7 separate regions of the Mus musculus genome follow, and regions 1, 2, 3, 5, 6 and 7 are each linked to region 4. A link is a contact called in public Hi-C, HiChIP or PLAC-seq and promoter capture Hi-C data. All regions are on one chromosome and are shown on one strand. Each heading gives the region's core, a stretch centred on a gene start, on an enhancer-like site or on the middle of the called end of the contact. The rest is flanking DNA. Distances are from core to core; before and after follow the strand shown.

Evidence for each region. Promoter capture Hi-C pulls out the DNA fragments that hold promoters and counts their contacts. Hi-C and Micro-C count contacts between places; a contact is called where the count stands out from the background. HiChIP or PLAC-seq counts read pairs in DNA pulled down with a chosen protein or histone mark.
Region 1: a contact with region 4 is called in a promoter capture Hi-C map of liver, with 4 times the contacts expected there. The contact joins the enhancer-like site here to the promoter of Wdr73 in region 4. A contact is called at or near these places in 4 of 39 promoter capture datasets (liver, neutrophils and pre-B cells), 1 of 115 datasets of contacts at active chromatin or transcription factors (bone marrow-derived macrophages) and 2 of 9 other capture datasets (adipose tissue and liver).
Region 2: a contact with region 4 is called in a FOXA1 HiChIP or PLAC-seq map of pancreatic cancer cells. The contact joins the promoter of Ramac here to the promoter of Wdr73 in region 4. A contact is called at or near these places in 4 of 39 promoter capture datasets (the 3T3-L1 cell line, 3T3-L1-derived adipocytes, cranial neural crest and 1 more) and 1 of 115 datasets of contacts at active chromatin or transcription factors (pancreatic cancer cells).
Region 3: a contact with region 4 is called in a promoter capture Hi-C map of pre-B cells, with 4 times the contacts expected there. The contact joins the promoter of Cib1 here to the promoter of Wdr73 in region 4. A contact is called at or near these places in 2 of 39 promoter capture datasets (liver and pre-B cells), 2 of 115 datasets of contacts at active chromatin or transcription factors (double positive thymocytes and memory CD8 T cells) and 3 of 9 other capture datasets (adipose tissue, liver and macrophages).
Region 5: a contact with region 4 is called in a Hi-C map of B cells, with 8 read pairs. The contact joins the enhancer-like site here to the promoter of Wdr73 in region 4. A contact is called at or near these places in 1 of 39 promoter capture datasets (liver) and 1 of 484 Hi-C or Micro-C datasets (B cells).
Region 6: a promoter capture Hi-C map of neutrophils shows a contact between it and region 4, with 6 times the contacts expected there. The contact joins the promoter of Idh2 here to the promoter of Wdr73 in region 4. A contact is called at or near these places in 6 of 39 promoter capture datasets (fetal liver, hematopoietic stem and progenitor cells, liver and 2 more), 1 of 115 datasets of contacts at active chromatin or transcription factors (memory CD8 T cells) and 2 of 9 other capture datasets (adipose tissue and liver).
Region 7: a promoter capture Hi-C map of pre-B cells shows a contact between it and region 4, with 3 times the contacts expected there. The contact joins the enhancer-like site here to the promoter of Wdr73 in region 4. A contact is called at or near these places in 6 of 39 promoter capture datasets (the C10 cell line, hematopoietic stem and progenitor cells, liver and 2 more) and 2 of 9 other capture datasets (adipose tissue and liver).

The regions. Positions count from the first base shown.
Region 1 is chr7:80,190,724-80,194,354 of GRCm38.p6, reverse strand. It overlaps a transcript of Sema4b not described here. Among named protein-coding and RNA genes, the nearest start is that of Sema4b, 6.0 kb to the left of the region's middle. Within about 2 kb of position 1,719, at least 356 of the 459 cell types and tissues checked have an H3K27ac peak or open chromatin away from gene starts, as enhancers often do. A contact at or near this core is called in adipose tissue, bone marrow-derived macrophages, liver and 2 more, where this site is marked.
Region 2 is chr7:81,760,868-81,764,842 of GRCm38.p6, reverse strand. Ramac (RNA guanine-7 methyltransferase activating subunit) reads right to left here and starts at 1,890. Exons shown (of 3, transcript NM_025997.2): 1 at 1,787-1,890.
Region 3 is chr7:80,231,529-80,235,298 of GRCm38.p6, reverse strand. Cib1 (calcium and integrin binding 1 (calmyrin)) reads left to right here and starts at 2,494. Exons shown (of 7, transcript NM_011870.5): 1 at 2,494-2,789; 2 at 2,921-2,955. The coding sequence starts at 2,739. Gdpgp1 (GDP-D-glucose phosphorylase 1) reads right to left here and starts at 2,406. Exons shown (of 2, transcript NM_178752.3): 1 at 2,094-2,406.
Region 4 is chr7:80,899,718-80,903,610 of GRCm38.p6, reverse strand. It overlaps Wdr73 (WD repeat domain 73), which reads left to right and starts at 2,342. Exons shown (of 8, transcript NM_028026.2): 1 at 2,342-2,426; 2 at 2,900-2,967; 3 at 3,175-3,263. The coding sequence starts at 2,386. It overlaps Nmb (neuromedin B), which reads left to right. Exons shown (of 3, transcript NM_026523.4): 3 at 1,108-1,384. The coding sequence ends at 1,143.
Region 5 is chr7:80,017,253-80,021,378 of GRCm38.p6, reverse strand. No RefSeq gene overlaps it. Among named protein-coding and RNA genes, the nearest start is that of Zfp710, 6.9 kb to the left of the region's middle. Within about 2 kb of position 2,413, at least 60 of the 459 cell types and tissues checked have an H3K27ac peak or open chromatin away from gene starts, as enhancers often do. A contact at or near this core is called in B cells and liver, where this site is marked.
Region 6 is chr7:80,113,616-80,117,455 of GRCm38.p6, reverse strand. Idh2 (isocitrate dehydrogenase 2 (NADP+), mitochondrial) reads left to right here and starts at 2,106. Exons shown (of 11, transcript NM_173011.2): 1 at 2,106-2,294. The coding sequence starts at 2,180.
Region 7 is chr7:80,041,867-80,045,847 of GRCm38.p6, reverse strand. The region is part of intron 1 of Zfp710 (zinc finger protein 710); the gene reads right to left. Among named protein-coding and RNA genes, the nearest start is that of Gm51449, 12 kb to the left of the region's middle. Within about 2 kb of position 1,422, at least 66 of the 459 cell types and tissues checked have an H3K27ac peak or open chromatin away from gene starts, as enhancers often do. A contact at or near this core is called in adipose tissue, hematopoietic stem and progenitor cells and pre-B cells, where this site is marked.

The sequences.
Region 1 (3,631 bases), core at 470-2,969, 710 kb after region 4:
CCCGACTTGGCCTGGGGACACACTCTCCAATTCCTGTGCATGGCAGCCTTGCTCCTGTCGGGCTCCACTGTCTTCTGTACGTGTGCTAATGTGGTTTCCTCATGTGCTCTCTCAGACTGGAAAGAACAGAAGGGTGACTGACAAAGAACTGCCTTTGAATTGACTTCCTTTAGGCAAAAGAGTGGTCCCAAGCCAACGATGTGTCTCCTGTTCCCCTCTGCCACGCTTGGATGTAGGCAAGTGTTTTTCTGCCAGATGTCAGTGTTTACAAAGAACTGGGGGGCGGAGGGGGGTAGCTTGGAAAGAGTACCAAAAAACAGAACAAGAAAAAAGTACTACTCTCTCCATGCCCAGCCTACAAGACAAAGTCATCCATAAATTGCTAAGTCAATTGCTAAGTCCGCCCTCTGTCCACCTGCACTCATAGGCCTTCTTCCTTCCTCCCATCCTGTCTGTCTGTCTGTCTATGCCTCCCCCCACAATCTACACACACACAAACACACACACACTTTTTTCACTAGTGCAGGATGAGAAATATAATGTTCATAAGAATATATTATAAAGAAGCCCAGATAAGTTTGGAAGTGGTGGCGCACACCTTTAATGCCAGCACTTGGGAGGCAGAGGCAGGTGGATTTCTGAGTTGGAGTCCAGTCTGGTCTACAGAGAGAGATCCAAGACAGCCAGAGCTACACAGAGAAACCCTGTCTGGAAAAACCAAGAGGAGAAGGAGGAGGAGGAGGTGTAGCATCAGGCACCCAGACAAACTTGCTGTGTGGTGAGAGATGTCAGAGTCCAGTGGGCACATGCCTCCTAGGCAAATATAGAAACTTTAGAGATGACAGATTCTATATCTTGATGTAGTGTTGGATTTTCAAGTGTTTGCAAATGTACTGAGCTTTTTTTTTAAGATTTATTTATTTATTTATTTATATGTGTGTACACTGTAGCTATCTTCAGACACTCCAGAAGAGGGCATCAGATTTTTGTTACAGATGGTTGTGACCCACCATGTGGTTGCTGGGATTTGAACTCAGGACCTTCGGAAGAGCAGTTGGCGCTCTTAACCGCTGAGCCATCTCACCAGGCCCCTGTACTGAGCTTTATGATCTTAAGATCTATGCATTTTGCTTTATTTAAGCTCTTTGGTTTTTGATAGTCTCACTTACATAGGCCAAGGTGGCCTAAAACTTGCTATATAACCCACACTGGCCTTGTACTCTAGATCTTCTGCCTCCGCCTTCTCAGTGCTGGGAATGTAGGGTGTGCCACTGTGTCCCGCTAGAAGCTTGTATTTTATACCTGTTAGCATGGGAGGTAAAAAACGAGGGAGTAGGGGAGCAGACCAGGACTGAAGAACCAAGTGGAAGAAACACACACTGACAGAACAGTAGTAGAAAGCCTCAAGAGAAGAAAGAGGAAATTATGGCAAGAAAGACTGAAACCAGAAAAAGAGCGAACACATCTGCCTGAGCCTCCCCTCTCGCTGCCTCACAGCCAGCCTATCACAGTCCACACTCGCCCCTCAGCCTCTGCCCAGGTGCACGCAGTAAGATGTCCTTGGGCATGCAGGAAACCTGCCAAAGGGCTCTTGCCAGGTCTGCCCCCTCTGACTCCCACCCAGGGGAGCTAGGCGCTGGACTCCCACAGTTACTCTGGAGTTGTAGCTTTGTTTGTGGCCATGCGGGGGAGGAGCCTCCTGCCAAGCCCAGTGGAGCTTGAACCCAAAGGTCCCGCCCACCCTTCCTTGGGCAACATTCAGGCTCCTCCCACCCCTTCCCCCACCACCGCGTACAGACTGGCAGGCTGCCTAGCAAGGTCTCTCAGATGTGAACTGGCTGTGGCCCAGCTGTCTAGGCCCTGGCCCCCTGCCACCATCCCCTCGTAGCCCCGAGCCCTCTTCTTATGCCAACCTGCAGCTGCGGTTCCCCACCCTGCCCCGGTTAGGCACGAGGCTATGTCTCCTCCCCAGGGGCCAGGCAGCAACTTGGGCTGCAGCAGCAGTACATTTACATGAGGAAGTCACAGCAGCAGACACAGTCCGTGTGTGCTTTTAAATCTTCCAATGATTGCCAGGCCTGAGAGCTGGGCACTTCCTTGGGAAAGGCAGCACCCTCTGCAGTAGAGGGCACCCATCCAGGGTCAGAATCAACACTGTCTTCAGCTCTCTCAGAAAGCTTTCCATGGGGTCTGACAACTGCCCCATTTCTTCCCAAACCAGCTTCTCCCTACAGGCCCTTTGCTGTGCTCCCCACTCCCTACCCAGAATATGTGCCCCGTAAAAAGGTAGAATTCAGTGGCGGAGCATACAATAGAGAAGAATGCATCACTACCCATTATATACGGGTCCTAAGTGGACCATAGTTAGCTGCTTCTCCTGTGATAGTAATACTATATATAGTCCTTTATGACATGGTTAGGGAACATGACAAGATAGCACCTATAAAGACAGCACACTGTGCAGAGTGAACGCCCCATGTCCCAGGCTGGTATAGACTCTCCATCTGAAAGGAACCCCATGGCCTTGACATCTTAGAAGCCCTTGGAGAAGCAAGCCCCTTCCTAGTCCTCCCTCAGGTTCAGCTGCCTCCTGCATACGTGGTGCTGAGGCTGCAACTCTCCTGAAGAGAAGGAACCAGCCCGCCCAGCCCAAGCCCTGGGCGTGCCTACTGTGGCAAGCAGCCCACCACACAGCGCCGCCCCCACTGGGCCTGTTAGGACCTGAGCTGGCCACTCCCTGGGAGGGGATCCCCCCACTCTACAGGGCTGTGGTGCAACCAGCAGGGCTCAGCCTGTCCCTGCCCAGACAGGGTGAAACATGAAATTGCCACTGTCACTCCTGTGCTCCCTACAGGAGTTCAGGAGGTGCTGTCTGTGACTATAGGCCTGCCCAGTCAGGGGGACAGGGGTGACCCCTGAAACTGACAGATCGCTCTCAGATAGCTGCAGCTACTCAGGCGGGAAGGCGGGATCCTAGGCCAGGTGGGGATGGGGTCAGAAGGTTAAGGACCTAGCAGAGGCTCAGCCTCCAGTCCAGCTTAGGAAACCATGTTCTCAACTCAAGATCTCAAGTCAAAGAGCCAGACACAGGCTCATGCTTGTGGTCCTTGAGGGGCTGAGGCAGGAGGATACCTGTAAATCCCAAGGCCAGCCTAGGTCACAGATTGAGTTCCAGGCCAGCCAGAACTACTTAGCAAGACCCTATCTCAAAAGAGTAAAGATTGAAAAATAAAAACCTCTCTTCCAATTTGCCATCAAATTCTTCCCTCTAGATCCACTTTACTCTGACCCCCAGACCTCTTATGAAGGCCAGCGCCATGCCTCAGTCCCCAGAAAACCAAGCTTCCTTCCCAGAGACTTGAGGCTCCTCAGTTCCCTCTTCCTTCCCACAGAAGAGGAGCTCTTTAGCTCCAAAGTTTCTGTCGTCTTAAATCATCCTGGCTGACACACCTCCCGCACACAGCGTTGGCTGCCATACTGAACCAAGAGAAGCAGGGACAAGCGAGCCTTGGGGGCGTGGTGGAGATGAAGATGAGTTGCTACTGGTCTCCCGAAACTCCAACATCAACCTGTTGTGCCAGGGTGGCCATACCATGGAAGCATGCTCACTTGCCATCCTAAAGAAGTGCTA
Region 2 (3,975 bases), core at 641-3,140, 860 kb before region 4:
ATTTTACCTTTCAGGCTACTACTTAACTTCTACCTTATTTATTACACCTCCTTGTGCCTGGTATTGGCAAACTAGTATTAAATACCAAAAACCAAATGAGTTTAGAATAAATCCAACTAGGTTGAGGGTAGTGACACATGCCTTTCATCCCAGCACTTGGGAGGAAGAGTCAGGTGGATTTCTGTGAGTCTGAGGCTAGGCTGGTCTATAGAGTATGTTCCAGGACAGCCAGAGCGATGTAGAGAGACACTGTCTCAAAATAAGACAAGGAAAACTCCCAACTAATTAAAAGTGTCCACAATTCCAAACTACCCACAGAAGCCACTAGAAGAATGCCCCATTCCCAATTAAGACAGACATTCACAAGGCAAGGAAAAGGCACAATTTATTCTATTTTCCCCATACCCTACCACATAGGTATCTTCATACTTATTCATGAGAATGGAATTGAAACAAAACCTTAATGCAAGCTTTACTTAACCCAAGGATTTGAGACAACTATATTGTTTAATGTTTAGGTTGATTAAATATGGGCTGAGGCCAACACTACCAAAAGACAAGAGAATGTGGAAGAGGGAAAAGTCAAGAGGCCTTAACAAAGAACTACAGGCAACCAAGGAATGCGGAGAGCAAGAGAAATAGTCTTCTCAAGGGAAGAGCACACCAACTGGTTCTCTAATGCCATATTTGATTAGCCCCGAAAACACACGCATAAGTAACAATATATGAACTGAGCAGGTTGTATATATCTACATATTACTAAAGAGACTATGAATTTGAAAGAGCTGAGGGGATAAAGGGAGGGTCTAAAGGGAGGAAAGGGAAAAATGTTATTATGATGTAAAAATATACAATACATATGTATAATAATCACATAAAGCACAATTACATAATATATAAAATATAATTATATAATAAACATATAAAAGAAATAATAGAATAAATAATATTAAGAAAATACGGCTGGGGGGAAGGGGGTCTTGGAAGAAACCTCAAAAGATGAGGGAAGTGTCAGAGAGATAGCTCAGTGGTCGAGAGCGCTCACTACCCTTCCGATGGACCACAGATCAGATCGCAGCACCCACGCTGCTCTCAGCTGCCTGTAATATAGCTCCAGGGGAACAGACGCCCTCTTCCGGCCTCTGCGGGCGCCAGCACACGCAACCCGCAGACAGACAGACACACAACCCGCAGACAGACAATTCTTCCCCACCCCGCAAAGGCGTGCGTGGGCAGAGGAGCTGTGCACACACACGTCTCGATCTGAGTGGGCAGGATTAGAGACCCAAGGATCTCAGTCCTAGCAGCCTACGAGGAAACTCGAGCTTCCACGGAGGAACTCGGAGAGGCGACGACCCTCGTCGCCTCGGTCGTCACCAGCTACAAGCTAGGTCAGGCACGGGCAACCAGGGGCCGCGCGCTCTCTGTCGCTGCGGCCGACAGCCTTCCTGGCACTTGGATCCCACCAACCTCCTCACCACATAGAGAACCGCACAGAGCTTTGCCTGCGGTCGGCCGACCCTGGCTCGGCTGCTCTCCAGAGCGGAGCCCCGAGCACGGAGCAGGATGACTGACTAACCACTGCGCATCCCAGCCCGCCAGCCGACGCGCGGCTGACGACGGCCGGGACAAAGCGGCTCCTTCCAGAACTGCCGTCAGGAGCCGAGCTGCGGAGAAAGAGGCTCCGAGGGGCAGCGACCTCCGGCCTCTCGCACTTTCCGGCCCCAGGCCCCCATCACCTCCGCCGCCCCGGGTGGGAGATTCATCCGCCATGTGCGGTACTCACCCTTCATGGGACGCACTGGAGACCTCGGGCGTCCACACCGCCGCACCCCACCCGGCTCTCCAAGGTAAACAAACGCTCAGGAATCCCTCAACCACCCGACTTCCGCTTCCGGAGCGTGTAAGGCGGAGTCTCGTGCCAAGTCTCTCGAGATCTAGAAATCCTCGCTTCCCCCTCCCCCCCCGCCACGCCCCTCACATTCGAACCTTGGCGCGGCCCTAGGGAAGCTCCGCAGGGTCGAGCAAAGTGGCGATGGTGGGCAGTGCGGTCATTCGCAGCCAGTGCCTGGTGACCGTCGGGGAGAGGATATCGTCATGTATAAAATCCCTCGAACTGGCAGTGCCTGGTGCACTGGTACGGGAAGTCTGAGAGTAGGACTAGGAGGGAAGGCTGCTTGTCAATGGAGACCCCAAAGCCGGAGCCCGGGCGGCGGGGCGGAGGAGCAGACGAGACTGCTCTGCTTGGGCGATGCCCACCCGGTTCTTAGCCGGCCTGGGCAGTAAGGCTCCTGCGCACCGTTGTCTATGTGTGTTTGCAGAGACGAACCCACGCCTCCACTGCCCGTATTCCGCTCGCTCCCGAAGTCTCCGCTCTTCTCGGTTGTTTGCAAGTGTGGCAATGCCAGCTGTTGACTAGCCACTTTTCTCAGATTGCTCCCCGGACCTTGCCCTCCTCTTGGGAATACGATCAGCCTGGAAAGTTTAGTGTCAAAATGGGATACCTTAGGGCTGGAGAGGATAAGAACACTTACTGCTCTTCTTGGAGCCCTGAGTTCAATCCCCAGCAACCACATGGTGGCTCACAGCCATCTGTAATGGGATCTGATGCCCTCTTCTGGTGTGTCTGGAAACAACTATAGTGTACTCATAAATAAAATAAAGCTAAAAAAAGAATACCTTTTCTTTCCACGCCCTGGTCAGATGTCTCGTTCTGTTATTTGGTCCTTGTGACTCTGGTTTTCATCCATTCCCATCCCCACTGACTCCTCATCCAAGTTCTCTCTACACTCCCTGAACAGAGCACCGATGCCCTTCTTCCTAAGTCACTGCCCCTCACCAGCATATCACCAGACAACTGCCGTAGTTATAGTCATATTCAAGCACAACTGGGATGCAAGATATTCAATAACTCCTTGCTGCCAAGGCCAACAATCTTAATTTGGATTCAAAATTCTATTTTCTGATATTTCTCTTTCATTCCCTCACAGTAAAGCAGACCAAATGCAGTAGTTCACGAATACTCATTATGTTTTTATAGCTTGCCAGTGTTCCCTTATGCTTAGAATATTGCCACTCCCCTACACACACACACCCCACCACCTCACCACCACCACGACCTCCAGATGTTGACATTGATATTACATCCATTCTCTAAGACTTTACAGGGAATGAGTTTTACTTCTGCTGGGTTCCACAGTACCTTCAGAACTTTATGTGTTAATACCATTTTCTACCTGTTTATACACACCTTTAATTTGTACATCACACTAGTATATAACACCGTACATAACTCAGTACTAGTATATAACTCGGTACCTACTTGTGGGATGAACAGTGGAACTATGTTCTAAACTATCCACGCCATAGTTTAGAAACACCAATGTAACAAAAATAGGCCAGTGCTGATGTGGGGATGCAGGTCACAGAAACAGTCATTACTAAATAGGCGATGGAAGACGAACAGGCGTGGAAAACGGAGACGAATCCACTTCTTCGGGCCTCAGAGTTGGCACTGGAGGACTTTCAGTTCCATTTGATTGAACTAGTTAAGAGCACGAAGTGATAAAGAGCACAGTGGTGATGGACACCCAACCCTAGGGCGGTGGAGGGGGATGATGGGTTCAAGGTCACCCTCAGCTACATGAGACTGTCTTTAAAAAAATTCCCTGGTTTAATAGTTCATCATAAAGTAGCAATGCTATGTGTGATAACCACTGCATAACAGAATTACATGTTTATAAATAGTCTTTTTTCTAATTTATTTATTTTTACTAGGTATTTTCTTCATTTACATTTCCAATGCTATCCCAAAAGTCCCCCATACTCTCCCCCACTCCCCTACCCACCCACTCCCACTTCTTGGCCCTGGCATTCCCTGTACTGAGGCATATAAAGTTTGCACGACCAATGGGCCTCTCTTTCCCCTGATGACCAACTAGGCCATCTTCTGATACATATGCAGCTAGAGACACG
Region 3 (3,770 bases), core at 1,245-3,744, 670 kb after region 4:
GAAAAATTAAAAATAAGAATAGCTACATAGCCAGCTCCAGGCCAATATGAATGGCATGAGTCTGTCTTAATAACAACAAACCAAAAAAAAGACCTGTCCCATAGAAAAGTGACTGCTTTGGGTATCACCATGGCCTGCAGTGGAAAGCACACGTGGAAGTGGTGGTAAGTCCTATGCAGATGGTCACCTCACTACACATGCAGGGAAAACTGGGCAAATGGTACTGGGTGGAATAAGAAAGCAGTTGGAGCAGGCCATGAGGAACAAGCCAGTAAGCAGTGTTTCTTCATGGTGTCCACTTAAGTCCCTGCTTCCAGGTTGACATCTGGACTTTACTCAGTGATAGAGTTAACCTGAGAGCTGTAAAATGAAACCCTTCCCTCCACAAGTTGCTTTTATCACAGCCATAGAAACTCTAAGACACATCACTATCCCCTACTTCATTATTATTATTATTGTTATTTTATTTTTTATTTTTTTAAGTCTAGAGCTAGGGTTTCACACTGTTGCTCAGGTTATCCTTGAATTTGTGATCTTGTGATACAAGTCTCATAAATAACTGGGCTTACAGCTCTGTGCCACCAGGTTCAACCTATTTAGTAACTTTAAAGTATGATATACATGCTCAGGCTTAATAAAGCTCAGAATGAGAATTAGTTAGAAGGGTCAAGAATAAATCTATACACCAGGCACCACACTCTAGGGCAGGCTCCATGCAGTAGATGAACAACTCAAAATGAACTCAATGATATATATATATATATATATATATATATATATATATTTTTTTTTTTTTTAAATAACCTTGATTTGGGGGGAGGGGCGGGGGGAATGAATCTGTATTAGCTTACTCTAGTACAGCGTTTCTCAATCTGTGAGTCCTGTCCCTTTTACAGGGGTTACCGAAGACCATTGAAAAACACAGATATTTATATAATGATTCATAACAGTAGCAAAATTACAGTTATGAAGTAGCAACAAAAATAATTTTATGGCTGGGGGTCACCACAATGTGAAGAACTGAATTAAAGGGTCCCAGCATTAGGAAGGTGAGAATTACTGCTCTCGAGGAGCAGAACTGATGAATATTTACTAAGAGGGGATTTATTAAATTGGTTTACTCAGTATTGTCTGGGCTGATCAACAGCGGCAGCTGTCCCCAAGGATGCATCTCTGCAGTCCCAAGCCGGTGCTGGGTTCCTAGAGAGCTGTTGGTCTTCAATCTGAGTTGGCAGCTGGAACACTATGATTCTAATGTCATTAAAGGAAATCCTTAGTGGCAGGTACAGGATAGAGACTTATCAGCAAGCCAAGGCAAACAGGCCAAAAGCCATCTTCCGTTTCCGTTTGGTACGGGTTGCCACCTGAGCGCACTGCCGCAGTAGATTTTCGCACTTCAAATAAACTGATCAAGAAAATCCCTCTGCTCAGGGGTTTCTATGAGGTAAGACCCTGAGTGGACCAGGAAAGCAAGCCATAGCCCCTGGGCTTTGCGGTAGAGCCTGCACCTCTCCTGGAGGCTAAAGAAGGAGCAGAGAGAAAGAAGCATGAGAAGCAAGGTTTACAGTCTCCTACCCAGAGGGTATGGAACATCTAGCTGGACTGGCCGGATGAAGGACCAGACTTCTCTAGGAATGAATACCAGTCCAGTACGAAGTTAAAATATTCTCAAATAAATTGTAATTGACTTGGCCCTGTTGTGCCAGGTGACGAAGCAAAAAAAAAAAAAAAAAAGAAAAAAGAAAATCCCTCACAGGAGTGTCAAGCTGTTTCCCTTCTCCTTGACTCCAGATCCAACCAAGTTGACCACCCAGATCACAAAATCCACATTTCCTCCTCCGGAAGCTTGGAATCTTCACTTTTTCACACAGTGTAAATATGTTCATACTTGCATCTGATTATTATTTGAGAGGAGAGAAGGGCAAATCTTGGTTCCTACAGCTGGAAGCTCGCAATTTGTGGGAGGAATCAAAGGAGGCACCCCAGCTGTGACGATAAAACAGCAGGAGGGACCTGTGGACAGAACTGACCTCTAAATACCGGAGTCCGGACACATCACTGAAATTGAACCTGTTTGTAAAATGGAAGCCTACCTTGCTAACTGTTCCACGAATGGGCGATAACTGCACAATCCAGTAAACACCTTCAAGAGCCACTTCAAGAGGAAGCTAAGCTTCTTCTGGAAGAATTGGCACGGTGGCAGAGGCTGCAGCTCTTGTCCCGTGAGACAGTCTAGGACTGACCCTATCCGCAGAGGGGCACCGGATCTCCTCCAGCCCGGGAGCGAGTATGGAGGTTACCCGCCTCCACCCAGAGCTGGGGTCTTCTGCACTTGATTTAGGTGAGGCGGATGCATCTCAAGGCTCAGTGCACAGACGGGTCCCGGAACTCAGCAAACGCGTGAAGACCGCGACGCAGGCGCAGTCTGCATCACGTGCGCATGGCTCGTTCCGCCCCGCCCACTAGAAGGCGGGGCCACGAGGCCTGGGCCCCGCCCCGATGCGTCCGGCTCCTCCCCGGGCCCTCCCTCCAGCTCTCCTGGGCCCGCGGGGAGCCGGGAGCCGGCCCGCTGAGCGGCGCTAAGGGTGGCGGGGCACTGTAGGCAGGGGCGGGCCCGGGGGCGGAGGCCAGGCAGCGGTTGCTACGGGGACTGGGCGGGGACGCGGCCCCGAGGACGGAAGTGAGAAAGTTGCCGGCGTCCCGGGGAGAGTTGGCCTAGCTGTGCGCGCACCGCGGCGATGGGAGGTTCGGGCAGTCGCCTGTCTAAGGAGCTGCTGGCCGAGTACCAGGTGCGCGGGGCGCCAGTTCTCGCGGAGCTCGCGTGCGAGCCCGCGCAGGGGAGTGGGGTTCGGGGAACAGGTGGCGGGGCGGCCGTGGCTTTCGGGCGGCTTGCAGACCCTTGTCTGGATTTGCCTTTCAGGACCTGACGTTCCTGACCAAGCAGGAGATCCTCCTGTGAGTGCTGCCCTGACCCCGGTCCTCCAACTCGGGATTGCCAGGGGAGGGCTTTGCGGGTACTTTTCTCGCGGGATACGGATTGGACGTCTCACCTCCGAGGGTGGGGCTGTGCTTCTGGGATGTCAGGATCACTGGATCTGGAGTCGGAGGCTCAGAGTGCAAGTCCCACCCGCTCCAGAGCCTCACCTTTGCACCACGCAAACACTTCTGTGTATCCAGGAAAAGTTGAACTGTTTGAGCTCCTCTAGCCTCCTCACTGCCGAGCTTCCTGCTCGCTTCTAAAAGGAACTGCTGTGACTCTTTGCGGACTTTGCCCTCTGGCAAAACCAAGAGGTCTTGTACGTGGCTCGCTCCAATCCCAACTTTACCTGTTTAATTCAGTAACCGTTAACGTTTACTGAACCCTTACTCTGCCCAGTAGCTCCTGAGTGATCCACACATTACTTCAGGAGGAGGTTACAGATCAAGGAATCAGGTTCAGAGAGTTCTGAGAACTTGACTATAAAGCACACTATAAGTGATTTGCTGGCCAGAGCGCTTGAGTTAGGTTCCTAGCCCCACAATGAAATTCTACTGGGAAAGAGGTGGTGGCTGAGAGGAGTCTCTGGAGTGGAGGTAACATGTGTTTTTGTTACTGTAATGTTAGAGTCCAGGTACTTGGCCCACACAGGCAGTCCTAACCAGCTAGGCTGTGCTACCTGTCCTCAGTAGGCCAAGGAAAGGGACAATATTGAAAAGCAGAGAAACGAAATGTATCCAATGTGGCCATACTGGGAAAAAAAAAAAGCTAAGAATGGACATGACCGCTCCTC
Region 4 (3,893 bases), core at 1,093-3,592:
TCACCAAGTTGTGATAACCAAGATTCCCTGCAGACCAAGAACAATGCACTTGCCTGCAGTCCCAAATGCCTCATAGGTTGAGGCAGGAGGATGGTTTGAGATCAGGAGTTTGGGAAAAACAAAAACCAAAGCCTTCGGACATGAGTGTCGGTGTCCCCCTGGTGGAAGTGGGCTTGACTCACTGCTGGTTGTAAAGCATTGACCTGTGGTGCTCAAGGCCTTGTGGTGCTGCCAGGTGGTGTGGCAGCTCCTCCGTTCTTGGCTCCTGCTGGTGTCCCCTGGTACTCATTGCTGTGTGCAGAAGGCAGTGGGATGGGTAGGATGCATGCTGGGGCCACACCTAGCTAACTAGCTAGGGGAACCTTAGAAATGTGTCTTCATCAAATAGAAACAACAGGCCCACCTCCCAGTAGATGAGATCATTTGTATCACGTGCAGTCCAGTTCTGGGCAACCAGAAAGCTCTTGGAAGCAGGAGTTCCTACCACATGTCTGCAAGCCTCTGGCAGGACTTTGCTATGACGCCCTTCCTACCCCTACTATGCTTAGCACAGTGTGAACATGCTCAGAGAAGAGACATTCCTTAGAAGCAGGTCTACCTCCAGTCCCAGCAAACATCCCTGGAACCCCTGATGCAAAAGCGAGAAGCTTGGGCTAGCTGAGTCCAGAGAGAAAGAGAGAGAGAGAGAGAGAGAGAGAGAGAGAGAGAGAGAGAGAGAGAGAGAGAGAGAGAGCGCATCACCTCTAGGGACATTATTTGGAAGACCTGAAATACCACGACCAACCAGAGAATCTCATAGAAAGCAATACTGCCATGGCCAGTGGCAGGGAGTGAGGTCTGCAGCAGAGCATGGGGGGTAGGGCATGTTGCTGACACTTCTCCAATGCCTTGGGCTTGGTTTCTGTGATGTCCTTTAGTTGTCATGACTACCCTGTGAAGTTGGGGCTATATTCTGGGAAAACCAATCCCCCTGACTCCTCAGGTCTTCCAGGGAGAAAGGTTCTCACTGAGAGGCTCAGCTGAGAGCCTGCAGCTGCCCTCCTGGGTACACTCAGCATTTCCCTGATTTGTGGACTCCAGAGTCAAGTCTTCCCTTCTTGCCTTCAGTACAGGAGGCTGCTGGAGCCACTACTGCAGAAGTGATGCCAATAATGGAACAAACCGGATGCTGGGCTTAGAATGTGTCCATCCAGGGAAGCTGACAATGGAACCCTAGCAGTGGCCTCCTCTGGATGTAAATCCTAAGCTCAAATGTGTTAATCTGTTACTGTGATTTCTGGTTGGGTCACCAGGAATGTTAATGATGCAGACACAAAGTCTTTCCTGCTGTATTTCTTGCTTCCCTGGTGAAGTGGTGAATAAAAATACTGCTCTTTACACAGAATGTCTGGGCCTCTCCTTCCACCCACATTTGAGGAAAGAGGGAAGGGTTCTGGAGGGTGGCATGTTCAGAGAGCTAGGGTGGTCTTAGAAAAGCCCCATCACCCCCCACCATGGCACCAGCCAGCCAGCTCTCAGCAGTCAGGTGTTGTGTTGGCTGCACTGATCCAGCCACGAGTGAGTTCTGCTACCAAAAGCTTCTTCCCCTGCAGTGGGGGGCTACCTACACTATGCTGCACTCGCCCCACCTTTGATCCCCATGGCAAACTTTAGTGCACTACCTGGTGCATACGGGAGAGAGCCACACTAGAATCCAGCCCTGCTGTGTTCTTTTTCTTCTCCGAATGTAGGGTCCTCCATACATGTTGCCAAAGTTATCGAATAAAAATTAAGTTGGAATGTCAGATACTTTGTTGATCGTGTCCTGTGTAACAGTAGACTGGCCTCGAACTCTCTATGCAGCAGATGATGACCTAAAACTTCTGATCAGTCATGCGCCACCGCGCTGGGTTTTTTGTCTATTTTTACGGGGTACTGAAAAGCTAACTCCGTGCATGCCGGGCAAGCACTCTAGCAGCTGAGCTACATCCCCAGTTAAACAAGATTCCTTTCATTTTAAAAAATAAAAAAGTCCTTAAGTATCCTTTACGGACAATACACGCAAACTTAAATTAACTGTTCACTTGAAGTGCCAATTAAGTCTGTATTGTACCTGCTTTGGGACACTGACAGCTCTTTGGCTGCACATTCTTGATCCTAAATATACATTAGGGGTATATTTGATGTCTCCGATCCTGCTTGTAGCTGACATCGATGGATCTGGTTTTTTTGCGTCGTTTTCACCCGGACTCTGCACACAGAACAGAAGAAACATCAACAGGGCTTCGCGCAGCGCTGAGCGCTTCCGCCCCAGCCAGCGGAAGACCACGCCCTCTCCTCGCGAGAGCGCGCGCCTGCCCAGGAAGTCTGGCTGGCGGAAGTGGAGCGACGGAAGCCACAGTTGCTATGGAGCTCGCTGAGGACTGGCTCGTGGAGTCTTTGCGATTGTAAATTGGCCCGTGGGCGGGTCTGATGGGCAATGGGAGAGGGCGCGTGCGGTTGTGGGCTCGTGGGCAGTGCCCAGGCACGGACCGATGGAGGTCCTGACCCCCGGCCTCTAGCTCTGGGACTCTGGGTCCTTTGTAAGCAAGTAATGTGACCAGATCCGCGCATGTGAGGGCTGATAAGGCACACATGGCCGGTTACCCTGGGCCGGATTCTAGGTTAACTTGAACACAGGTTTCTCCTGATTGTTCACCTCAACTTGGGGAAATCAACTTTATGGGAGTTCCGCAGGTGAGGAACCAAGGCTTGGTTCCTTATGGCCAGCCCGGTCTCATACACCAGGGAGGAAAATGCAGAAGAAAAGATTCAGCCCCATGTTTACCTAACTCCAGAGCCTGGTTCCACCAGTCCTTCAGCGATCTCCCAGTTCTTGGTTAGCTGTGCGTCGCGTGATTTTTGTAACCCTATCCTGCAGGTACCAAGACTTCCATGCATTTGACCTCTCAGGAGCCACTCGAGTCCTTGAGTGGATTGGTGAAAAAGGTAATATATCTTGCCTGCTACTAAACGAGATGCGTTTCTGCCTCATGGGCTGAATTTTAAAGTCTGAGCCGCTAGGGAGACCCATTCAACTTCCATCCCCTGACACAAGGCTACTCAGAGAATGGGGAAGGTATTGGGAGAATTTATAAATCCAGCCACGATCCACGATATTTCTAACTCTTTGTCATAGTTACTGTTTTATTTCAGGAGTCTTTGTTGCTGGTTATGAAAGTTTGAAAAAAAATGAGATTCTTCATTTGATACTACCTCTCAGGCTCTCTGTACAGGAAAACCAGGTAACTTAAATAGAGAAGCTGATTATCTGTGTCAATTTATTATGCATTTCTGGAGTGCCTGTTACTCTGCCTGACAAGTACCTGGGGCTGCCACAGAAGGAGGGGGGGGGGGCGGGCGGCGGCGTGTGCAAACCTTTAATCCAGGCACTTGGGAGGCAGAGGCAGGTGAATCTCTGTGAGTTTGGGGCCAGCTTGGTCTACAGAACGAGTTCCAGGACATCCAAGGTTACACAGAGAAACCCTGTCTCAAAAAAAAAGAAAAACAAAACCAAAGTCTAGAACAAGGCCCCTGTGCATGGGGATGAATGCCAAGGACAAGCAGGTGGTCGCAGGAGAGCTGCTACAGGCAAAGAGCAGTCTTACTTTATCAGAAATAGACGTGGGCTGGAGAGATGGTTCGGGGGCTCAGAGCACTCTGCGCTTCCAGAGGATCTGCGTTTGACTCCTGGCACCCACATTGCAGTTCACAACTTGCTGTAACTCCTTTCCAGGGCATCCAGCATTTGCAGGCAGGCAAAACATCCGCATACATAAAATAAATTTTAAAAATGTAGAGCCTTGAGAAGTAGTCAGTGGTGCAGTGCTCACAGAGCATCTTAGTCCCTCACAGACAAGAGATGAGGGAGCCAT
Region 5 (4,126 bases), core at 1,164-3,663, 880 kb after region 4:
AAAAGCAAATGTGATTTTTAAAAATAAATTTAACAAAATTGTATCACTTTACCGAGTTGACACCAGTTTGATCCAGTAATATGTTATAAATATCTTGTCCTGTCTGTAAACACTGTAGAGTGACATTCATAACAAATCACACTATCTCATGGTATCTTTGTATATATACAAATTATTGGGATATGCACAGATTTTCAATGTTACGAAACCCCTATGTAGCGGGCACAGTGGGGGTGCAAGTCTTTAATCCCAGCACTAGGGAAGCAGAGATAGGCAGATCTCTATGAGGTCCAGCCTGGTCTACAGAGTTAGTTCCAGGACAAAAGAAACCCTGTCTTGAAAAACAAAACAACAACAAAGAAAACTACTATGATAAACTTTTTTTTTTTTTGCTATTGTTTCTGTTTTAAATAGCTACAATTAGCCTTGATTTTAGTTTTGGAATTGGTTGATTTGTTTTGTTGGGATGCAAGCATACCATGGTCTTCTACAGTGTAGGCCCCTTGGATGGAACTCTAGGCATCAGGCTTGGCTGCAGTCGCTCTTATCTGCTGAGTGTCATCAGCTCTAGTGTCTTTTGAAACAAGATTTTTACTATGTGTCTTGGGCTGGCCTTGAACTCATTATACAACCCAGGCTGGCTGGGACTCTCAAGCTCCTCTCGCCTCTAATGGAATAATAAGCATAGTCCTGACCAGATGCAGTCGTTTTTGTGCCTGGCTTACACAGCACTTTATCATAGCTAAGCCAGAATTTGCAGCTAAGGTTTCTGGTTGGGTTTTCTGTATGTGGCCTGGTTCAGAGGAGCAGGGTCCCTCAGTATCTTCTCTGTCTTTGTCTCTGTCTCTCTTTCTCTCAGATGGGTCTCATGTAACCCAGGCTGGTCTCACATTTGCTGTATAGCTAAGGATAACCTTGAAATCTGAATCTCCCTGCCTGGGCCTCCCCCTCTGAAGTCCTTCCGGGATCACAACTAGCTTCCCACTATCTTTCTTACCTGTTGCCTCCCTGGGAGAACCTGTCTGGGCAGATGCCCCGCCTCAGTAACATCTCAGTAACTAAAGTAATTAATGTTCATTTCTTGGCTTTGCTAGAAAGAATGAAATTTAGCAGCTAGTGACAGAACATACCAGACACTGTATCTTGTAAATTGTGAAAGCCCATTGGTGCCAGGTGATCCCAGTGAGGGCCAAGCCCAGATGTTACTGTGTAGCTAACACCCTGATTTACTGTAAGCAGAAGAGAATCTTCCAGATTGACACTAGAAAGCGATCAGCTGTTTCTATTACAAGTAACACATATAGGCCTCTTTCCAGCATTTCAGGACCCCAGAGTGGTCTCTCCTAGGTAAAACTGGAAGATAGGTGTGTTTTAAGATTCATGAATCAAAAAAAGGTTTATGAATCCTCAATTTCCTGAGGGAGGAGCGGTTATCTTTCAGGCCTTGAGTTTGAGGGGTCCTATAAGCCAGGAAAAGAGATGGAGTGTACCCTTCCCCTATGCCCCGACTACACTAACATCTATTAGAGTGACTGACGCTATGGGGAGATTAACTGGTGCTTAGTAAGACCTGTGTCTCTTGCCAGACATGGTGGCACACACACCTTTGATCCCAGCACTGAAGAGGCAGAGGCAGACAAATGTCAGAGTTCGAGGCCAGCCTGGTCTACACAGTCTCAAAAGAACAACAAAACAAACAAACAAACAAACAAAAACAAAAGGACCAGTGTCTTCCATAGGATAAGCCAGTGGAACCTTTTTTAAATCTATCAGCAGTATTTAATTGTAATATCTAATATTCCATGTTTTCTTAGCTTTTGGTTTTTCCAGCCAGGTGTTTCTCTGTGTAGCCCTGGCTACCCTGGAACTCACTCTGTAGTCCCAGCTTGAACACAGAGATCCACCTGCCTCTGCTGCCTGAGTTCTAGGATTAAAGTGGTGGGATTAACTACCTTTCTCATGCTTTGAAATTTGGTTTTTAAAATCAAATCTCCCAACTAGCATCCAGCCATGGAAAGGGGGAAGACTCCAGGGGAGATGACGTGGACGCTGCAGGAACCACAAGCTGGGGTGGCGTGCCTGACCATATACACTGCCTAAGACATCTGGAGAAAAAGTGTGATGTGGTACACCTGTAATCCCACCCCCGTAAGAATCAGAGAGGAGCCGGGCATAGTGGCGCACGCCTTTAATCCCAGCACTCGGGAGGCAAAGGCAGGTGGATTTCTGAGTTCGAGGCCAGCCTGGTCTACAAAGTGAGTTCCAGGACAGCCAGGGCTATACAGAGAAACCCTGTCTCGAAAAACCAAAAAAAAAAAAAAAAAAAAAAAAAAAAAAAAAGAATCAGAGAAGAGAATTAGTTCAAGGTCAGCTGTAGCTACATCATAAATTTGGGGCCTGCCTGCGCTACAAGAGTCTCTGTTTCCCTTCTCCTTTCTCCCAGAAAAGAAGAAAAAAGAAAACTAACAAAGTCAGATGTCTGTAATTCCAGTACTTGGGAATGGGAGGCCAGAGAATCAGGAGCCCAAGGTCACCCTCGGGTACAGAGTGAGTGTGAAGCTAGCTATCGGGAGCTAACTTCACACCCCACCCTACCCCACCCCCACCCCAGAAAAAAAAAAGAGGAAGAAACATTTGCCACAGAAAAGTTTCATAATGGTAATAAACAGGCAACGGCCAGCTTCCTTAAACAAATGAGTAATGTATAAATAAGACCATGATTATATTAATTATTATGGGAGGGTAAAGTTGATGCAAAACTTGGTCAGATTCAGGGAAGTTTGGCCTGAAGCGATGGCTCAGTGCTGAAGATCAATATCGGGTTTTTCTATATAGGGTTTCTCTCCGTAACCTTGGCTGTCCTGAAGCTTGCTCTGTAAACAAGTTGAACTCCCAGAGATCTATCAGCCTCTGCCCCTGGAGTGCTGGGGTTAAAAGTGTGCACCACCATGCCCAGCTTAAAACTATATTTTAAAAAGGAAAGTTTAATAGTTTCTACCTCTTGATTTTTTTTTTTGTAAGTCTAGTTCTAGAATTTTTATTTTATTTTTTCATAACACTGGAATTGAACCTTGGACCCTGCACAGGCTGGGCAAGAACTCTATCGCTATACTAGATCTTCAACTCTCTCTTCAGTTTAGTTAAAAAAGAAATTATGTGTGAACCTGTATGTCTGTGTACCATGTGTGTACAGTGCCCAAGAAGGCTAGAAGGAGGTACAGACTCCCCTAGGTTTAGAGCTAGAAGTGGCTGTGAGCCTGGGAATTGAACCAGGGTCCTCTGGAAGAGCAGCCAGTGCCCCTAACTGCTGAGACATCTCTTCAGCACTTTCTTCTTAGATTTTGTTGGCTTTTTGTTTGTTTGTTTGTTTGTTTGTTTGTTTGTTTTGAGACAGGGTTTCTCTGTGTAGCTCTGGCTGTCCTGGAACTCACTTTGTAGGCCAGGTTGGCCTCGAACTCAGAAATCCGCCTGCCTCTGCCTCCCAAGTGCTGGGATTAAAGGCGTCCCACCACCGTTTTGTCTGCTGTGTCTGAGTGAGTGGGTACCACATGTACAAATGTCTTTGGAGGCTATAAGAGGACCTCAGATCTTCTGGAGGTACAGGCGGTTGTGAGCGGCCCAACATGGGTGCTGGGAGCTGAATCTGGTCCTCTGGAAGAGCAAGCATTCTTTTTTTTTTTTTTTTTTTTTTGGTTTTTTGAGACAGGGTTTCTCTGTATAGCCCTGGCTGTCCTGGAACTCACTTTGTAGACCAGGCTGGCCACGAACTCAGAAATCCGCCTGCCTCTGCCTCCCGAGTGCTGGAATTAAAGGTGTGTGCCACCATGCCCGGCTCTAAGAGCAAGCATTGTTAACTGCCGAGTCAGTTCTCCAGCCCCTTGGTTTTAAATCTTCAGATGTCATGCTAAGTTACCCAGGATGCCCTTGAACTCCCTCTGTATCCTAGGCTGTTCTTGTTCCTGCCTCTGCTCTCTAATAGCTAGGATTATAGTCCCACAGCACCAGGCCCTGAAAGTTCTAGAAGTTGGAGAATTGATCACTCTTCCTAATAGGAATGTTTATCAAAGTGTTAGCATATTAGCAAACATGGAAAATAAAAACGGAAAATGAAGGAAGAAAAGAACCT
Region 6 (3,840 bases), core at 857-3,356, 790 kb after region 4:
ATATGCATGTGGTACACAGACACACATGCAGGCAAAACAACTATACACATAAATTAATAATTTTTAGAAATTACCATGGCCAGGAGTGCCCAACAAGAAAAACAGAGTCCCTAGTTTCTCTCTTCTCCCCTTAAGCAAATATTGGGGTGTCAGCCAGATAATTTGGTTTGAACTACATCCTGGCCATATGACTTGAAATGGTGTCCTTTCCACTCTGAGCTCTGCTAAACCCAGCTGCCTCACAGATCACTAGGAGTGATCTAGTCACTCCTAGGAGCAGGCAACAAGCTGGGCAGTTTAAAAAGTGACCTTGCCAGCTGCACAGTGGTGGCCCTTGCCTTTAATCTCAGCACTGGGGAGGCAGAATTAGATAGATCTCTGAGTTTGAGGCCAGCCTGATCTATATACCAAGTTCCAGGATAACCAGGATTCTACAGAGAAGAAACCCTGTCTCAGAGCGACAAGAAGCAGAAGAGGAAGAAAAGGAAGAAGAAAGTGACCTTGTCTCAACTGGTTCTAACTGATGCTGCACTTAGAAGGTTTGCCTGGGATGGTTCTAGAAACATGAAGACTTCTGCCTTGGTCCGCCCGCAGACACTGAGGCTGGGTAGTGACTTGGCAGAACTCTGAGACGGAGTCTGCTATGTAGAAGCCCCTTGTGCTTCAGCAGCAATCACAGAGGCAGTGCAGGTAGCTGACCTTCATCCATACTCTAACTGGTCTAGAAAGATGCATAGGAAGTCTGTTCTCCGACCTTGCACGTGTGGATCCTGGAGTCCAGGGGTCTGGTATTTCCAGGATGGCATGAAAGCCCAAGTCAACAACCTCTGTGGTCTTTACCGGTGTTTACACAAGAGAACTGGGAATCTCGTAGAAGGGCTCTCAGACTGTTCTGGAACATGCTGCCCCAGGCCAGACTTTCCTATTCCTTTCCTCAGTCCCTGGAGGGACCCAGATGTCTCTCCTTTGCATATACTCTCTGTACTGGATCCCAGAACCAAATCTGTGACTCGGATGGATTGAGACTCCAGGAGGGAAGCTTTGATGTTGGCAGTTCAAGGCCACTTTCCTGGCATAGCTCCACCTGACAACACTGTGAAGCTGGGTTGGGAAGCTGGGAGCACAGGGCAGAAAGGTTGCTCTCATCTGGAGTGAGTTGGTGTGACTGGGAGAGCTGGGGTGGATTTGTGATATTTGATACACAAAACCCAGACTTCAGTGACCCCTACTTCAAGAAAATGAACAGTGATGGATTTAGCTTGTATGTTTCTGTTTGTTTCCCCACGCAAACAGGTAAACTAGGAGCTGTTGGGCTGGGTTGTGGATGGACCTTTGCCTAGGATATAGGAGACATGGGCTTTCCTTCAGGGCTACATAACTACTAGCATAGAATATAATTAACTTGGGCAGTGGTTGTACTATTGAAGGATGAACATACCTCAAACCTTTACACACAAATGTCACAGAAGTCTCCTGGCAGGCACTCTTATGTCCAGAAGAGACAGAGTCGGCCATGATGAAGGACTTTGGGGCTAGGAGTTTGGCCTAGTCAGGAGCAGAAGGAGGATTTCCAGCCGCCCCCCCCCCCGCCCCGCCCCGCAGCGTCTCATATAGCCCAGGCTGGTCTAGAACTTGGTATGTAGCCTAACTTCTCATCCTCTTGCCTCCACCGTACTTGGCATTTCAACTCTCGATCCTGGTTAGTCCACCCAACTGGACGCTACCTGGGGGAGACCCAAGTTGCCATGGTCTAGGTTCAAGACGGCAAAGCTTGTCATTGTCTTGATGAAAGCGCCTCAGGTCCGTCGGTCAGCTAAACGCAAAGGACGCAGGGGACTAAGGCGACGTGTCTGCAGCTGACATTCTAACGGAAGCGGGGAGTCTTGCAGCCGTGAGCCCCCGCGGCCCGATGGGTCTCCCCGGTACCTGATGCTTTGAGGATATATGGAGGCTCCCAGAAAGCGCGGGCTCAGCACTGGGGCCGCCTGAGCTCTGGAACAGGCCCAAGGGTGTCGAGCAGGCTCCTGCCCTGGCGTGGACCCGCCTTCTCCCGGGTGAGACCCAATGGGGCGGCAGGTTCTGCAGCTCCGCCCCGGTTGGGTCCCAGCCACCAGGGCCAGCCTAGAGTCCCCACCGCACAGCCCGGTGCAGCGGCGTGCTCGGACCTCGCGTGCTCGGGATGGCCGGCTACCTGCGGGCTGTGAGCTCGCTCTGCAGAGCCTCGGGCTCAGCGCGGACCTGGGCACCGGCAGCACTGACTGTCCCCAGCTGGCCGGAGCAGCCGCGGCGCCACTGTGAGTGTCGCACCGGGGGGCGGGCTCGCGTGCAGCGCTGCGACGTGGCGACGTCCCGGGAGGGGGACCCTGGAGTGCCACTCGCGACACGCCGGCGGTCGGGGAACAGCGGCGTGCGGGTTACAAAGGGCCGGGAGGTGGCCTTACACCGAGCTCCCGCGCCCCGCGCGCCTGGGCCGCTGCAGGCGCAGGGGTGGGGACCCAGGGGATAGTGGCAGCTGGTGGCCTGGGGCGGGATTGCTGGGTCCTATCAGGGCTGGGGTTCTCCAGGTATTCCGGGGGAGCATTTCCAGAGGTACCTGGACCCAGGGTGGGGTATCATGACTGCCTTGGGCCTTTGGAGGGGACAAGCGACCAAGAGGGGCTGGAGCGGCCTGCTGCAGCCCTAGGCAGAGGAGGGTCACCTCGCGCTCCCGGCTCAGACAAAGGCGAGGAGGAGAGGCCTCCACTTCCCCTTCTCTCCAATCCCTGCGTACTCTGGTCCCTCCTCTCCAACAGGCCCACGTCAGCTATTTTTGGAACCTTTACTCGACAGCTGGAGGAATGTCCTTCCATTTTTCCCGCTTTTGTTTCTCTGCCACTCCCCCACCCTTCGCTGCGCAGGACGCTCAGTCTGGGCCCTCTCCTGGCCCCTTGCTGGGCCAACCACGAGCTGCTGCATGTGAGTGGGTCCTGCCTGGCATACAAGCTGTGGAGACCTGGCACTGCACGCATATTGTCATTTTTCTGCAGTCAGTCGTTCCCATGAGATCTCTGCGTTGCCTTCAGCTTACTTCTTAGACGTGAAGGCGCAACTCCGGACAAAATAATCAGGGTTTTAGAGTCTCCATTACTAACAGATTGCCCAACCTGGCATGTGGGCATCTTTCATACCCTTGCTACTCAGCGCCTTGCTACAAAAGGCACGGAACAATGTAGAGCACTTGGTGGCCTCTTTTGATGCCTGTTGCCACGGAAATTCTATCCTGACCTGGCTCAAAACCCCTTGGGGTTAGCCAGAGGAATGAGGAAGAGGGGGTGGGTTTGGCTATGGGGTTTGTTCTGGCTAGAGTGGTAATCGTTAACTCACCGTGGGAGCAGCTGACCGAAGCTGGGGGCCAGGAGGAGGGAGAGGGCGGGGCCCTTGACACTCCCCTTTGCCAAGGAGAAAGGGACATACATGTTTTTGTGTTCTTGGGATCTGCCTCTAACCTCTGAAGCCCCATCAAGTGCCTCAGGCCTTCAAGACCCACATATGGCAGCTTTGCAGCAAAATATGGTAGAAGTTAAAGGCACTCAGTGGTTTTCCTCTTTTTCATCTTTTCTCTCTTTTGAGGAGTCTGGTAAAATGGTAATACCAAAACTAACTAACTAACTAACTAACTAACTAACTAACTAACTAACAAAACTACCTTAAGAAACTGCACTAACAAGAAAATAAGGCTACTTTGGGATCCTGAATTTGGATACTCATTTTGTTTATTTATTTTGGTTTTTTGAGGCCAGGGTCTCCATTTTGTCCTGGCTGTCCTGGAACTCGCTGTGCAGACCAGACTGGTCCAAGCTC
Region 7 (3,981 bases), core at 173-2,672, 860 kb after region 4:
CAAATTCCAGGCAACTTCACAAGCTCCTGTTTGTAAGTCCAACATCACTTGTGGACTAGGGACAGAGACCATGATATTCACCTTTGTATCAGAGTTGGGCCAATGAAAGTTACATGGTAAAAACTTGGTGATTAAATGAAGATATGAAAAGGGGGAATTTTTAAAAGAGCAGAGGAACCCCTGACTTCACAGCGCTGGGATCTACAGGAAACAATGACGGCATTGAGCATAGACACTAAAAGAGCTGCCTGTGCCTGGGTCACTGGCTTGTGAAGCTAACTAAGGCTTGGGAGGCTGCGGATAAGGAGGCAAGACTAGGAAGCATTATCTGTCCAGCCCCTGAGTCCTGTGACACGTCTGTGGGTCCTTTCCTTCCCTCTGAGCCCAGGTCTACATGGTCTTTTAGGTCAGTGCCTGCACGGGGTGAAAGCGGCCTGTATTTCCATGTGTAACAGTCTCAGACTACAAAGGCCTGTGCTGAGATCACATTGATTCTGTCTCAAGCCACCCACAGCAGAGACCCTCACCCTTCGCCCCATGGCTCCCTGCAGTGCTAAGGGTGGGCAGGAACACTTCTCCGAGGATGCCCAAGTGGCCTAGTGCTTGTACCTTTGGTGGGTCCAACACCATTAAAAGTGGTTGGTCCATTTCCTCCCAAATCTTAGCTGGCAGGTTCCATCTAAGGTTGCAGAAGGGGATCTATCATGTCCTATTACAAATCGGGGAGGGTCACTGTGGGTTCGGGATGCGACATTCGGAAGAGAGAGAGGACGGAGTAGATAAGGGATCTTATCCACCAGCAAGATAACAGGGATAGAGTGACAAAGGAGCTGGGAGCGTGGCTGGCGATGGGAGAAAAGAAGAGCATATTAAAATTTAAACAAAGCCCACCCCAGGGGAAACAACCAGGCTCCCTCTCCTAACCTGCGCCTCTCTTTTCTAGCTTCAGGTTCATATAAACTGAAACGACGCCCTTCTCTTGGGGCTACGGTTTGTGCTTTTGTTTTTTGTTATCCATTCGGGCAGTGGCAGCTGGCAGATTGGCTCTCTTGGGGGGGGAGGCAGTTTGGGCCTCCTCAAGCCTATGGTCTTTCCAGGCAGGCTTAAAAGAAGACAGAACGCAGCAGGCTAGGGCCCAGGGCCTCAGCTTGACAGAGGGTGCAGAAGGTAAGGAGAGTTTTTCTGACATGTGGACATGGCCAAACACAGGCCTCCATGCCAACAACAAAAGAGTCTAAGAAGAAAGATGTTAGGAAGGGAAGGTGCCCAAAAGCTCCCACCAACTATCAGGACAAACGGGCCATGCAGAGCAGGGAAGGAAAAGGAGGAAGAGCCATTCAGGAAAAGGAACAGGAAGGCCCAGTTTAGCCTGCACGAAAGCTACTTCCTCAAGAAAGTCCGACGAACTTCCTTCTCTTCTCTTACCCGTGAGTGTGTGTGGGGCCCAAGTTTGGGCAGAAGCCTACACAGGATATATCATCAGCTCCTTCCACTCCAGAGACCCAGTAAGGCCAGCCTCAGCATCTTCCTAGAGTTAGGACAGGATGTTTGTTTTAGGTTATCGCCCTAGCAAAGAGACAGGCCCGTTTCCTGAGAGTCTCCCTTCAGCCCTAAGCCCTAGGAAAAGGTTTCCCAGGGAACCACAGAACTGACTATTGCCTGAGGTTAGAAAGAGCAATGCAGGGGCCCAGACCTGGAGCACAGGGTGCAAAATAGAGGCATAAAGATAGAACTTTCTTCCCTTAAGCTAACAGAGGCCAAGGAATCCATGCTATGTATGTGGAAAGGACTTGGAAAGAGAAGTTTTTTTGTTTGTTTTTGGGGTTTGTTGTTTTTTTTCGAGACAGGGTTTCTCTGTATAGCCCTGGCTGTCCTGGAGCTCACTTTGTAGACCAGGCTGGCCTCGAACTCAGAAATCTGCCTGCTTCTGCCTCCCAAGTACTGAGATTAAAGGCATGCGCCACCTCGCCCGGCTGAAAGAGAAGTTTTTAAAACCTATAATCCACCGGGCATGGTGGTGCACGCCTTTAATCCCAGCACTTGGGAGGCAGAGGCAGGTGCATTTCTGAGTTCGAGGCCAGCCTGGTCTACAGAGTGAGTTCCAGGACAGCCAGGGCTACATAGAGAAACCCTGTCTCGAAAAACCAAAAAAAAAAAAAAAACCAACAATGTATAATCCCCCAAAACCCAAAAATAAACATACAACAGTGTTAAGACAAAAAGTTGGTGTTCAGTGAAGAGGAACCAAAATGCTATGGGTGTTTCTGCAAGGCGATTTTAACAACCGAACTTGGTCCTTGAGGGGAATATGGAAATGAAAGCTTATAATCCCTGGCACTCGGGAAGCTGAGGCAGGAGTGTTGCCAAGAGTTTGAAGCCAGCTAGGCTACAGAGAGTTCCGGACTAGTCTGGACTACAAGGAGGGACTCTGTCTCCAAAAACCACCCAAACACTGCCACCCAAACCCAGAAAACAGTCTAACTGCAGAAGACTAAATCGAAGTCCTGGGGCTGGGGGATGCCTTATTGGTAAACTGCTTGTTGTGCAGATATTTAGGTTTGAGTTTGATTCCCAGCAGCACCTGGCAGGCATGGGGGAGGTGGGGGGAGACAGACAGGCGGGTGGGCAGAGACAGGGCATCCCCAGGGCTTGGCCAATCGAGCTAATTGGTGAGCTCCAGGTTGAAGGAGAGACCTTATCTCAAAAACTATGGTAGACATCGATCAAGGATGACGCCCGATGCCCACCACTGACTAAAATGCCATCGACTGGCCCGGAAGGACGCTCTAAATCCTTTGCAGTGGCTCTAAGGAGAATGTTTAGCCCAGAGAGTATTTTTAATTAAAAAACTCATTTAACATTTGTTAATTAAGTAACAAGATGGTACAAACAGTACAATTTCATATTTTGAATTAAAATCTTGCTGAAGGGGTGTATATATACTCTCCCTTTAAAATATTTAATAATTATAGATCTTTTCTGGCCCATTTATTATACTAATGTTCTGCAATAAACTTCTTTGTAATAAGAAAGATGGCCATGCTGGGTAGTGGGTGTGTCTTTAATCCCAGCACTCAGGAGGCAGGGCAGGTGGATATCTGAGTTCCAAGGACAGCCTGGCCTACAGAGTGAGTTGCAGGACAGCCAGGACTGCACAGAGAAACCCTGTCTCAAAAAACAAAGCAAAACAAACAAACAAACAAACAAAGCCTACATTTGAGTCCTTTCAAGGACTAAGACTGTTCCAGACAAAAGAATTTAGAAGTCTCCAGAAGGCCCCAGTCAGTGCAGCCAGGGTGAATCTCCAATACAGAGCCACACAATCCTCCAATCTCTTTTCTTTCTTTCTTTTTTTATTTTTTGTTTGTTTGTTTTTCAAGCCTTAGCTGTCCTGGAACTCACCCTGTAGACCAGGCTAGCCTCAACAATCCTCCAATTTCTGAAGACAAATTCTGAGGACACGGCCCCTCTGCAGGCCCTCGTGATGAGCGCAGAAGTAGTGGGGCTGAGGAGCTGAGTGGGGAGAAAGCAAAGCCCATGTCTCCTGTCCTTTGTTTGAAGAGAGGGAGACTGACTGGGCCCACAGCTAGGTTTACCTGCAGTCCAGCCACTCGGCCGACCTATGCAGGAGGAGTGCTAGGTATTAGAGGCCTGCACAGCAGTAGTCTAGCCTATCTTCCACCGAGAGGTAAGAGGATCGGGAGTTTATGGCCAGCCTAGGCTACACAGCCAATTTAAGACCAGCTTGGGCTACATGAGACTTCATCCCCCCCCCAAAAAAAAGGTTAGGGGGGCAGTTTCTGCGCTGTTATTTGTAGGCAGAGAAATTCTCTTAAGTTCTGTAAAAGAAACAGAACACTGCCTGCACTACGGGAACGTTTCCCCAGATAAAGATGGAGAAGCGGATGGAGGAGAAGATGGAGAAAAAGATGGCCATCGGGTGTTTAGAGCACCATATTAAGAGTGGTCCTCATTCAAATG